2 separate regions of the Mus musculus genome follow, and region 1 is linked to region 2. The links are chromatin contacts, called in public promoter capture Hi-C maps. All regions are on one chromosome and are shown on one strand. Each heading gives the region's core, a stretch centred on a gene start, on an enhancer-like site or on the middle of the called end of the contact. The rest is flanking DNA. Distances are from core to core; before and after follow the strand shown. Region 1 overlaps Pml (promyelocytic leukemia). Region 2 overlaps Ccdc33 (coiled-coil domain containing 33).

Evidence for each region. Capture Hi-C pulls out chosen DNA fragments and counts their contacts.
Region 1: a contact with region 2 is called in a promoter capture Hi-C map of adipose tissue. The contact joins two enhancer-like sites. A contact is called at or near these places in 13 of 39 promoter capture datasets (the 3T3-L1 cell line, the C10 cell line, the HPC-7 cell line and 8 more), 4 of 15 datasets of contacts at CTCF or cohesin (the G1E-ER4 cell line, the NIH/3T3 cell line and embryonic stem cells), 57 of 484 Hi-C or Micro-C datasets (the 3T3-L1 cell line, B cells, the G1E-ER4 cell line and 37 more), 17 of 115 datasets of contacts at active chromatin or transcription factors (the HPC-7 cell line, the NIH/3T3 cell line, double positive thymocytes and 8 more) and 4 of 9 other capture datasets (adipose tissue, embryonic tail, liver and 1 more).

The regions. Positions count from the first base shown.
Region 1 is chr9:58,228,989-58,234,129 of GRCm38.p6, reverse strand. It overlaps Pml (promyelocytic leukemia), which reads left to right. Exons shown (of 9, transcript NM_178087.4): 4 at 883-977; 5 at 3,502-3,639; 6 at 4,044-4,302; 7 at 4,723-4,775. Among named protein-coding and RNA genes, the nearest start is that of Mir6385, 10 kb to the right of the region's middle. Within about 2 kb of position 2,154, at least 91 of the 459 cell types and tissues checked have an H3K27ac peak or open chromatin away from gene starts, as enhancers often do. A contact at or near this core is called in adipose tissue, where this site is marked.
Region 2 is chr9:58,035,095-58,039,811 of GRCm38.p6, reverse strand. The region is part of intron 11 of Ccdc33 (coiled-coil domain containing 33); the gene reads left to right. All of the region lies in intron 4 of Gm16130 (predicted gene 16130), which reads right to left. Among named protein-coding and RNA genes, the nearest start is that of Gm16130, 5.2 kb to the right of the region's middle. Within about 2 kb of position 3,346, at least 28 of the 459 cell types and tissues checked have an H3K27ac peak or open chromatin away from gene starts, as enhancers often do. A contact at or near this core is called in adipose tissue, where this site is marked.

The sequences.
Region 1 (5,141 bases), core at 905-3,404, 200 kb before region 2:
GACTTTGTGAGCCTTGGGGAACAGGTGGAAACTGAGAAGCTGAGAACCAGATGTGGTATCATTGCAGCCCACTCTTGGCATCAGCCTTCTATGCCCAGGAAAAGAGAACTCAACCAGTCTGTAGGGTTAGGAGAGGAGGAAGCACAGAAAACCTAACTGTGAGGTATTTGGTCAGACACTGAAAGGAAGAGTTCCCCTAGAAGAAAGTAGCCATCTGCCAGCCTCTAGGTCCTAGAGCCTCCTTTACTGGGCTTTTATGATGTACAGAAGTGGTGGGCCAGTTCCTGACCACAAGTTCTGTCTTGCCCAACTGGAAGAGGATCCTGGGCCACATCGCATATCCAGAGACATGCTTGGATCTGAATCAAAATCCAGGAGCTGTGTCCCGAATGAGTGGGTGGTATCAAGTGGCTTTCCAGACAAAGACCATGAGTGCACATTTATTCCTTCAGAGTTTTTGTTTAAATCTTTAAGCTGAGACGTCATTTCTGAGCAGCTGTTGAGGGATGCCCCTTTTGACTCTAGGCAGGCTCCAAGGATAGGAGGACTCCCCCACTGGACCACATGAGCCATGGGCTTATAAAGATATGGTCCTAGAATGGAGATGGACTTCTATCTTCTCCATGTAGGCAGTGAATGATTCCCCAGAGATGCAAAGATGTGCATTTGGGGTTTAGAGCCAAAGGTAGAACCCAGTGCTACTGCCCCCCGCCCCCCATTCTATTTGGGTTCATGCCTTCAGCAGTCAACTCCAGCCCCTCTTGGAGGTGTGTTCAATAATAAATAGCCAAGAAAAGCATCAAGGACCTCCTCCCTGTCACTGTCCCAGCTAAGAGTTCTTAGTAGAGTGCTCTTGTGTTCTCCGTTGTGTTTTCCTCCCAGATGCAGCTGTAGCCAGCCCAGAGGCAGCCAGCAATCAACCAGAGGCAGCCAGCACTCACCCAGTGACAACCAGCACGCCTGAGGACCTTGAGCAGGTGAGAAGGGTTTGATGTGGGAGGAGAGGTGGCAGGGCACAGCAGGTAAATGCCTGGGAGTTTTGATATCCTGATGGAGGGAGAGTAGAGTGCCTGAAAGAGGACAGCAGGTCTGGAGCTCGAAAGAGGAGAGGGTCAGGGAAGGGTTGGCTGTCTGGTGCAAGGTTCCTAAATGCCCAACTAGCTCTTGATGGGCCACTAGCCAGTTCAGGAGGGGTCAGACCCAGGGGTGGGCAGGCGGTGAATGTAAAGAGTATAAGCAGTGGCCCTGTTGGATGTGACACAGGATGTACCTGATGCTCACACGGACTGCCAGAGCTGTTTTCTGGGGCTGGCATAGGTGGATCTCCACTCCCATGCACATAATTCTTGGACTTAACACTAAGAGTCAGAGCTCAACCCCACAGATTCCAGGGCCATCATATACCTAATAAACTAGTTGCTTAGGGTTGGAAAACACCCTTAGATAATCTCATGCTGGCATTACTTCTGCCGTATCCTTAGCTCAGCAGCTTTCATATCCAGGCCGTTGGGAACAGGAAGTGCATTGGTTCCTGTTTTGATTGCTCTGACTGAGCACTTCTCAGAGGAGAAACACACGGGTATCCTTTTCATTCTCCTTCATCCACGCTCATAGGCATGGCTCCCCTGCAACAGGATAAGCTCTCTCAGTTCCTTTCTGTGCCTGGCATCTTTCCCTCCCCAGCTTGGTCACTCTGTTACGTGTGACTGCATGTCAAGATGTGGGCCCAGAACCAGGCAGATCTTCTGGTGGGGAGCAAGGGTATTAAACCTTTTCTAGCTTTGCCTTGGGGCAAGCCATGGAAAAGAGATTGCTGTGGGTTACAGCAGTGGGGAAAGGCTTCATGGGGGAGGCAGGACTTTTGAGAATTTTAGAGCTACAAGAGAGCGTGGAGTGTAAAGCCTCTTGCAGGGATGTAGTTAAGACCCAGAGAGACTCAGATGTGAGGAAGTTTAACTTGGGCAGGGTCTTTTTCCATAAAAGTTCCTCGTTTTTACTGTGGTCGTCACCTGGGGGCTGAAGCTAGGACTCGGGAAAGACGTGGGTAGCAGTGTGTGGGAGCAAAGGTCCTGTGAGGCTAAACTATAGCTGCATAGCCAGTGCTGACAGGAGAGGCAGCTCAGGCTGACACAGCACTGCCCCATCCCCCACCTTAATGTCTCCTGCTTCTTCAACGCTAGTGAGAGTTGTATTGAGGAAACAGAAGTAGAGGCACCCAGCCTTGCCTGCAGGGATTTCCTGGCCTAAGTAGAACAAGAGCCTTTTATACGCCAGCAACTGCAGAGCCATAAAGGCAAAGATAAAATGGTGAAAATTCCTGCTCCTGCTCTGAGGATTGAATATATGGGGCTTGGAACATGGCAGGCAGGTGCCTAACCACTGGGCTTCCTGCCCAGCCCCATGCATAGTTTGCAGTTGAATATCTACCTTCAGTGCTTTTGAGGTAGTACCTAGGAGTGTAGAGTTGGTAAGCCATGTGGTGATTCTTCCATTAAAAGAGATTTATTTACTTATTTTATGTATATGAATGTTTTGCTTGCATGTGAGTGTACCATATGTGTACAGTACCTGCAGAAAGGTCAGCTGTCGTGTGGGTTCTGGGAACTGAACAACTGAACCCGGCTGCTTTGCAAGAGCAGCCATCTCTCTCTCTCTCTCTCTCTTTTTAAAGATCTATTTATTTATTTATTATATGTAAGTACACTGTAGCTGTCTTCAGACACACCAGAAGAGGGCGTCAGATCTCATTACGGATGGTTGTGAACCACCATGTGGTTGCTGGGATTTGAACTCAGGACCTTTGGAAGAGCAGTCAGTGCTCTTACCCACTGAGCCATCTCGCCAGCCCAGAGCTGCCATCTCTTGAGCTCCCTTTTCACTATTTGAGGAGTTGTTCCTGCTTCATTTAGCAGGACCCTGAACACCAACTCGGACATGGAATAGTAATCAAACTAGTATTATATTCATTAGCCATCCTTGTCACCCTCACTACTGGGTACTAGATACTCTTCAAGACATTTTGATGGCGTTCAGCAAGTGTCATTATTCCATTTTATGGAGGGAGACTGAGACCCAGTGAGTTTTAAGTAATTCCAATGCATGCAGTAGCTACTAGAGTTTAAGACTCGGGTAAGGCAAGCTCCCAGGAGGCTGGCCTCCAAGTTCCCGACTGCTGCAACTCTGTTGCTGCTGAGGGAAGTGTTGCTTTCAGCAGCAAGCAACCTGTCTGTAGAGGCAGGCAAGCTAGGCTGGTTGTCAAGCATATTCTGAGGATAGGCACCATGGTCCCGGAGGTGTCGTCCTGCCCTGTCAGGACACACACAGATTGAAGCAGTGCCTGGGTGCCAGCAGCCCAAGGTCAGAGGAGGTGACATCATGGAGACTTTTGGGAGAAATTACTTGTCCCAGTGAGCTCTTTGATTGGGACCAAGCTTACACCTGAGGCAGGTTGTAGGCCCAGGGTCATTGCATTTCTAACTTTTCTGTTACCTGCTTTTACAGCCCAAAGAAGTGCAGAGTGTACAGGCTCAGGCCCTAGAGCTGTCTAAGACCCAACCTGTGGCTATGGTAAAAACAGTGCCTGGAGCACACCCTGTACCAGTGTATGCCTTTTCAATGCAAGGCCCCACCTACAGAGAGGTAAGCCCCCACTATTCAGCACTGCCTCAATCTAAAAGGCTTAGACTCCAGCCAACAGTGAGGTGTAATTGGAGAATCTGGGCTTTCTCAGGCCTATATTTGCTCCGTATTCTCCATTGCTCTCAGATGCTCCCCATGGAAGCTCGAAATAATCTTAAGCCACTCTCAGCCCAGCTGGGATGCTGAGACAGCCAAAGCTATGAGATCAACCGAGACTGTTGGTCAGTGGCCATGACCAGTGCACATGGCGACCTGAGAGAGCCTCCTGTTTGCAGAGATATGCTCAGCATGGCCAAAAGAAGGAGAGTGAAAACATGCCACAAACCCCCTGTCACTCAGCTCAGTGTCTCAGCCCAGCACCACTAGAGGCACCCCAGTCACCCCTCTAACTTCCCACTCTTCAGGAGGCTTCTCAGACAGTCGGCTCCATGAAGAGGAAGTGCTCCCACGAAGATTGCTCCAGGAAGATCATCAAGATGGAGTCCACAGAGGAGAACGAGGACAGGTTGGCCACAAGCTCCCCCGAGCAGTCCTGGCCCAGCACTTTCAAGGCCACCTCCCCTCCCCATCTGGATGGGACTTCCAACCCTGAGAGCACCGTCCCTGAAAAAAAGATCCTCCTGCCCAACAACAATCATGTTACCAGTGACACAGGGGAAACAGGTAGGAGGATTAGGCAGGGAACACCTGTGTAAGACTGTCATGCCCTCAGATATCTGGAACACCCCAGGCCCCACCTCCACATTCTAATCCCACCTGGGCACTCAGAGCCATCAGGACTCCCATGCCCGAGCTGCTCTGAGCAGCCATTGAATATGGCACTGGTGGTTTACCCTGTGCTTGCTATGATTTCAGTGTGGGACACTGGAGGGGCTATGCCTTAGCCCTGCCTCCTTCCCTCCGAAAACTGCTAGTGCCAATCTCTGTGCTCTGGGGACATAAACACTCCATCTCCTCCTAGCACACACAGGACAGGGTATCTGTCATCCCCAGCCCATTGGACAAGGATTCTCCTGGATGTCTCACCCTAGCCAGTGGCCATTCCAGGAAGGATTTAATGCTGCCACCCCCTCTCCTTTTCAGAGGAGCGAGTTGTGGTGATCAGCAGCTCAGAGGATTCGGACACCGAGAATCTGGTGAGTAACACGGACTTCAGCCTAGGACTTCTGCCTCCCCTTGTTCAAGGTCCCAAAGGCCACAGCCACAGCAGGTGACTCTCAGGCTCACCTGGCACCTGGAAAATTTCCCAGCCAGGCAATAAAACCTAAGTCATACCAAGGACAGTCTGCAGGCACTAGCTGCATGCTTATTGCGTTCTGACCCTCTTTCTGCATCAGGCAAGAACACCTCTACAATGCTTGCTAGGCTGCTTTCTCCAGGCCATGTCCATCCTCTGTAATATCTTCTAGATCTGGAAGCGTCTCTAGAGTTTCTCTAGAGCTTCCTTGTGTACTTTCTATCTGCTAAGTACTCATGAGGAAAGGTAGACAAGAGTTCATTCC
Region 2 (4,717 bases), core at 2,097-4,596:
CCACGGCTCCTTCTTCCCCTGGTTAGTTGGGCTTCTCCCTGGGAAAACAGTGGGCTTAGGAGAGAGGAGAGTTCCCGTCATTTTCCCACCTCCTAAGGGTCTCCAAGGCCAGTGGCCAATTTGCTTGGGGTTGGGAGGGGAATGACACGGGACACACACTTAGACTCCACCCCTCCATGAGAGGGAAGGGTTTTCAGCTGTCCTGATGCTCCACCAGGAAGGAAGGAAGGAAGGCTAAGAGGAGGACCTAGCTATAGGAACGCAGAGAGCCAGGAGGCAGGGCCTGGAGGAGAAGCTGGCTGTGTAGAGAGTAGAGGTAGCTGGGAGCTGAGAGCCATGCTGGGTAGGTGGAGAGAATTGGGGCAGGGTAGCACTTCAGGTCCTCCACCTAGACCTGGCTGCCTGGGTTCCACAGAACACTCTGTTTATAAACATCCAGGGTACCTGTACCCCTTAGGAATGAAACAAAAGACCAACCAGACCTCAGCAAAGGGAATGGAATGGCCTCCCTTCAGACCTGTTACAATCAAGGAAACTAGACAAGAACCTGGCCATCCTTAGGTGTGGGCTTGGGTTTAGGGATAGGGGAGAGCTGGGCTCTACAAAGGCAGCTGGTAGCTCTAGGTCTGTGGAGTATGCTAGTTGGGCAGAAGAATTTTCTCTCTCTGCAAAGATGTGGGAACATGAGGGAGAAGAGTAACTAACGCTTTCTAAAGCACAGCTCTTCCTTCCCGCCGGTTCTGTGTGCGTGAGGGTCAGCTTCAAGTCAGCCCCAAGTGATCCCGCTGTGGGGGAAGTTAAGATAGCTTTATTATGGGTCTTGTTCCAAGCTCACCCTCATGCCTCAGGCCCGTAATCTGCCCTCGAGCTAACAAAGGACCCAGCTGACGTTTAAGAATTGCTGTGTGATGGCGCCCATCGTAGCCAGCCCAGGTCTGGGAAGAACTATTGGATCACCTGGAGAAAGGACATGTGTGCTGGGGGGTGGGAGTGGGGAGGGTGCCTAGATGTTGAAACACTATTCAGTTCTCTTTACCACACAGGCTGCCAGGCATCTCAGGAAGCCTTGGCCGCCTCTTGGGACAGACTAAAAGCAGAGTATTGGCGGGAGGCGGCTGCCCTCTGGCGGCAGCAAAGACAAACCACACACCAGCATCTCGTGCCTACCAGCACTGGCCGTGGGGCTTAGGACCAAAGGCTAAGCTAGCCCACTGGCTCCAGATCCCTGCTCTCAACCCTGTCAACACTTTCCACAGCCCCAGCATTCTTCAGGAGCCCCGTGGCTTTGGCTCGGCCACCCGGCTTTTGCCACTTGCGAGGTTCCTCAGCACCCACCACCAATACCTTGGTCTTTTCTCTCCCCATTTCTCAAATCTGAACATGCGCGCTCTCCCTGAGACACATGTCCTAGAAAACTGCCTTCCCAGTGCCCCCACAGTCTGTTGGGTCCACACCCATTGTCTTCATCTTGTTTCTATGGAACTGCCTCCTACTTCAGGCGAGGGTCCTGCCGCCTCCGCCAGGCAAGGGTCCCACAGCCTCTGCCAGGCAAGAGTGCCGCCGCCTCTCATGCAGCACTACTCTTGGTCCCTATACCCCTCTGTTCCTACGTATTTTAGCAGCCAGCGAGCCCTTACTATACCCCCCTCCAGCGTGGGCCCTTCAGTGCCCAGCAGCAGAGACCAGGCTCCTGAGCCCACGTCTCTGCTTGCCCTGCTGCTCTCCCTTGCTCTCCCCTCCCCACAACTTCTCCTCTGCCTCCTCCTCCCAGGTACAGCCTGCCCATATGCCCCCAGGAAGCTTTCTCAGGTTTCCTAGCCCAGACGGGCCTCCTGGAAGCCCCTTCTGCCACAGACACGGGAAGTGTCTGCTACCCCATCAGTGTAGAGTGAACCACCAAAGGCAAGGACTGTCTAGCTTGGCTCTCTTCTAGGACCTGAGTGGCCCAGAACTGTACAAAGTGGCACTCAGCAAGCCTTGAGCACCCTGGGGGATATCGTGCTGCTTTGGGCACAGGCTTTGTGACAGTCTCTGGGCACGCTGCTCACAGCCTCAGTTTCTCTATCTGCATAGCGCTGGTACAAGGGCTATCCTGACTACATAGTTGGCGGTGTGTTTAGAAGATCCTCACTGGGTAATATGCTTTATACTTTACCATAGCACTGACCAGGGTCTAAGCAATCTCCCTAGGGCACTTGTCAGAGAATCCCCACTGTCCTCCCACTGTGACTCATCCCATAAGAAGAATTTCGGGGCCCACTGCCCAGGGCCATTCTTGAATATGTCTTTAAAGAAACTTAAAGTGATTCTAAGAAGTGAGTTACTATTTCCAGGCACCCTAGTGCTCATCAGGGCTAACCTTCCTACTGTCCTCAGATGGCACTAGTCCTTGGGGGCTGACTTCTCATCCCGAAGATGAGGACACTGGAGTTTTGTGCTGTGACTGCAGTAAAGTCCACTCCTGGGCAGCTGGGAAAAGCAGAGCCTGGCACTCTGACTTGTCTCACTCTGGCAGGCTCTGAAGGTCCTAGGAGGGAGTGTTAGTGGGTAAGGAACCTTGGGGTCAGGCACAGTGGCATTTGAGTCGGGCATACCTGTCCCTCCCCCAGAAGGTAACAAGAGAGTGAGACAGCAAGGAAAATCCAGAGCATAGGGTTCTCAAGGCTAGGACATGACGCACAGCGTGGCCCTGAGGGCAGCCCGGCTGCAGGCTGTGGCTAGAGGTCAGGGCTGCCAGCTTGAACCTTGTGGTCAGTCTCCCAGCCCAGCTGTGCTGACAAGGTCCCCACTTGGCCATGCAAATGGAGGCATTTGAGGTTCCCACAGAAACAGACTCTGGCCAGAGTAAAGAAGATGAGGCAGGAGCCCACACAGTCTCCAGACGGAAGCCCCTCTTCCAGGGTGAATAGGCAGGGCTGGGCTAAGAGGCTGGGGAGGAAGAGAAGGGGAGGGCTACTCTTCAAGGGATGGAGTCCCTGGGACCCATTGATCCTCCTCCAGAAGGACCTGATGGCTGTGGCAGGGCCACCTCACCAGAAGCCAACCTCTCCCTCTGTCCTTCCCTTCTTCGTTATGATCCCTGTTTTCTTCCTCTGTAGGGAGGGTACAAATAACAGATCAGAGCTTAGTCCCTTCACAGCCCAGAACTGCAGAGATGGTGAACAGTGGGGTCTTAGAAAGGATAATCCCCTGCTAACCGGACCCCAAGGGGCTGGCAACCTCTTGTCCAAAATGTCTTCTATGTGCACATACACATCCCCTCCCAGTTAAGGTCAGAATGGTGTTGACTCCCCACATGATCTCTTCATTTCGCAATAGTCTGGCCTACTCTCTGTACAAGGACAATTAATTCTAGGACATTCCTTACAGACAGACCAGGCACCAGAGAAGCAGTAGTTAGTGTAAGACTATAGACTGTGCTGCATGGATCATCCTTGAATATGATTTCCTGTATCTGTGCACATGGGACTGTGTATGTATGGAGGCGATAACCATATAAGCTAATAACCCCATTTGGGGCCACTCTAATCAGAGCAGCATAAGATACTGAAGCATCGAGGAAAGTACAGAAGATGAATATCCTCTGTTGAGATATCAGAGACTTCCTTCAGCCAAGCTCTGAGCCCTAGATCCAGCCAGGCATCGGATGAGTCATAAAGTGAAGGCCACCCAGCAGAGGGGGAGCCAGCAAGCCCCGGGTAGTAAGAAAGAAAGAAAAAGAGTTTAAGTGGAACAACCCGTTGAAACAGAAGTAAGACCAACTCTCTGACACCTGCACAGCCCAACCTGAGCTCACAGCAACACCTAGGCCTCCAGGAGGTCCCAAGTTCCACACATGTCCCTGACACCAAATTGTGTGTGTGTGTGTGTGTGTGTGTGTGTGTGTGTGTGTTTGTGTTTGTGTGTGTGGTCCCAGGTTCAGGGTCCCAGTTAGCACTCTGTCTGAAGATACCAGATGGGCATAGATCTGGGGAAGCCAGAACAGATGCTAGGGAGATAGAGCCAATACTGGCACCAGTCAGAGGGACTATAGCCAGAAGGCTAGACAGCAGTGGCAGATGACTGGTGGTGTCCGATGAGTTCCTGCTGGCTGGGGACTCCCCTCCCCTAGAAAGCCATGGCACACCATGCAGCAGGTGGGAGACTATAGCTGGGATATAGTTGGATTCCGCCCCCAGGCAGCTGGAGACCAGGGGAGAGTTGGATGTAGAGTTGTGTTTTCTGGATCCTGGGAGGCCCACCCACAGGAGCAAGGCATCCCACAGCCCAGAAGTCCACAGGCAGCTCAGAGGGCTCACTTGCCTCCCATCTCTGAGCCGTTCTCTTCCAGAACCTTGCTTGCCTGTATCTCAGATCTCAGTCTCTCTCTCTCTCTCTCTCTCTCTCTCTCTCTCTCTCTCTCTCTCTCTCTCTCTCTCTGTGTGTGTGTGTGTGTGTGTGTGTGTGTGTGTGTGTGTGTGTGTCTACAGATACTGCATGCTTGGAACTTGTGCTGAATAGTAAAGAATATGGTTGGCAAACAAATTCAGGGCTGAAGATAAGGCTCAGGAGTTAAAGTACTTTTCTTGCAAATGTAGGGTCTTGAGTTTGAGGCCAAGCACACATGTAAACACTAGGTACAGTGGAGTGTTTGTAGTGCTAGCATGAAAAGGGGAAAACAGAAAAAAAAAAAAAAAAACCTAAGGACTCACTGACCAAGCAATCTAGTCTAACTGAT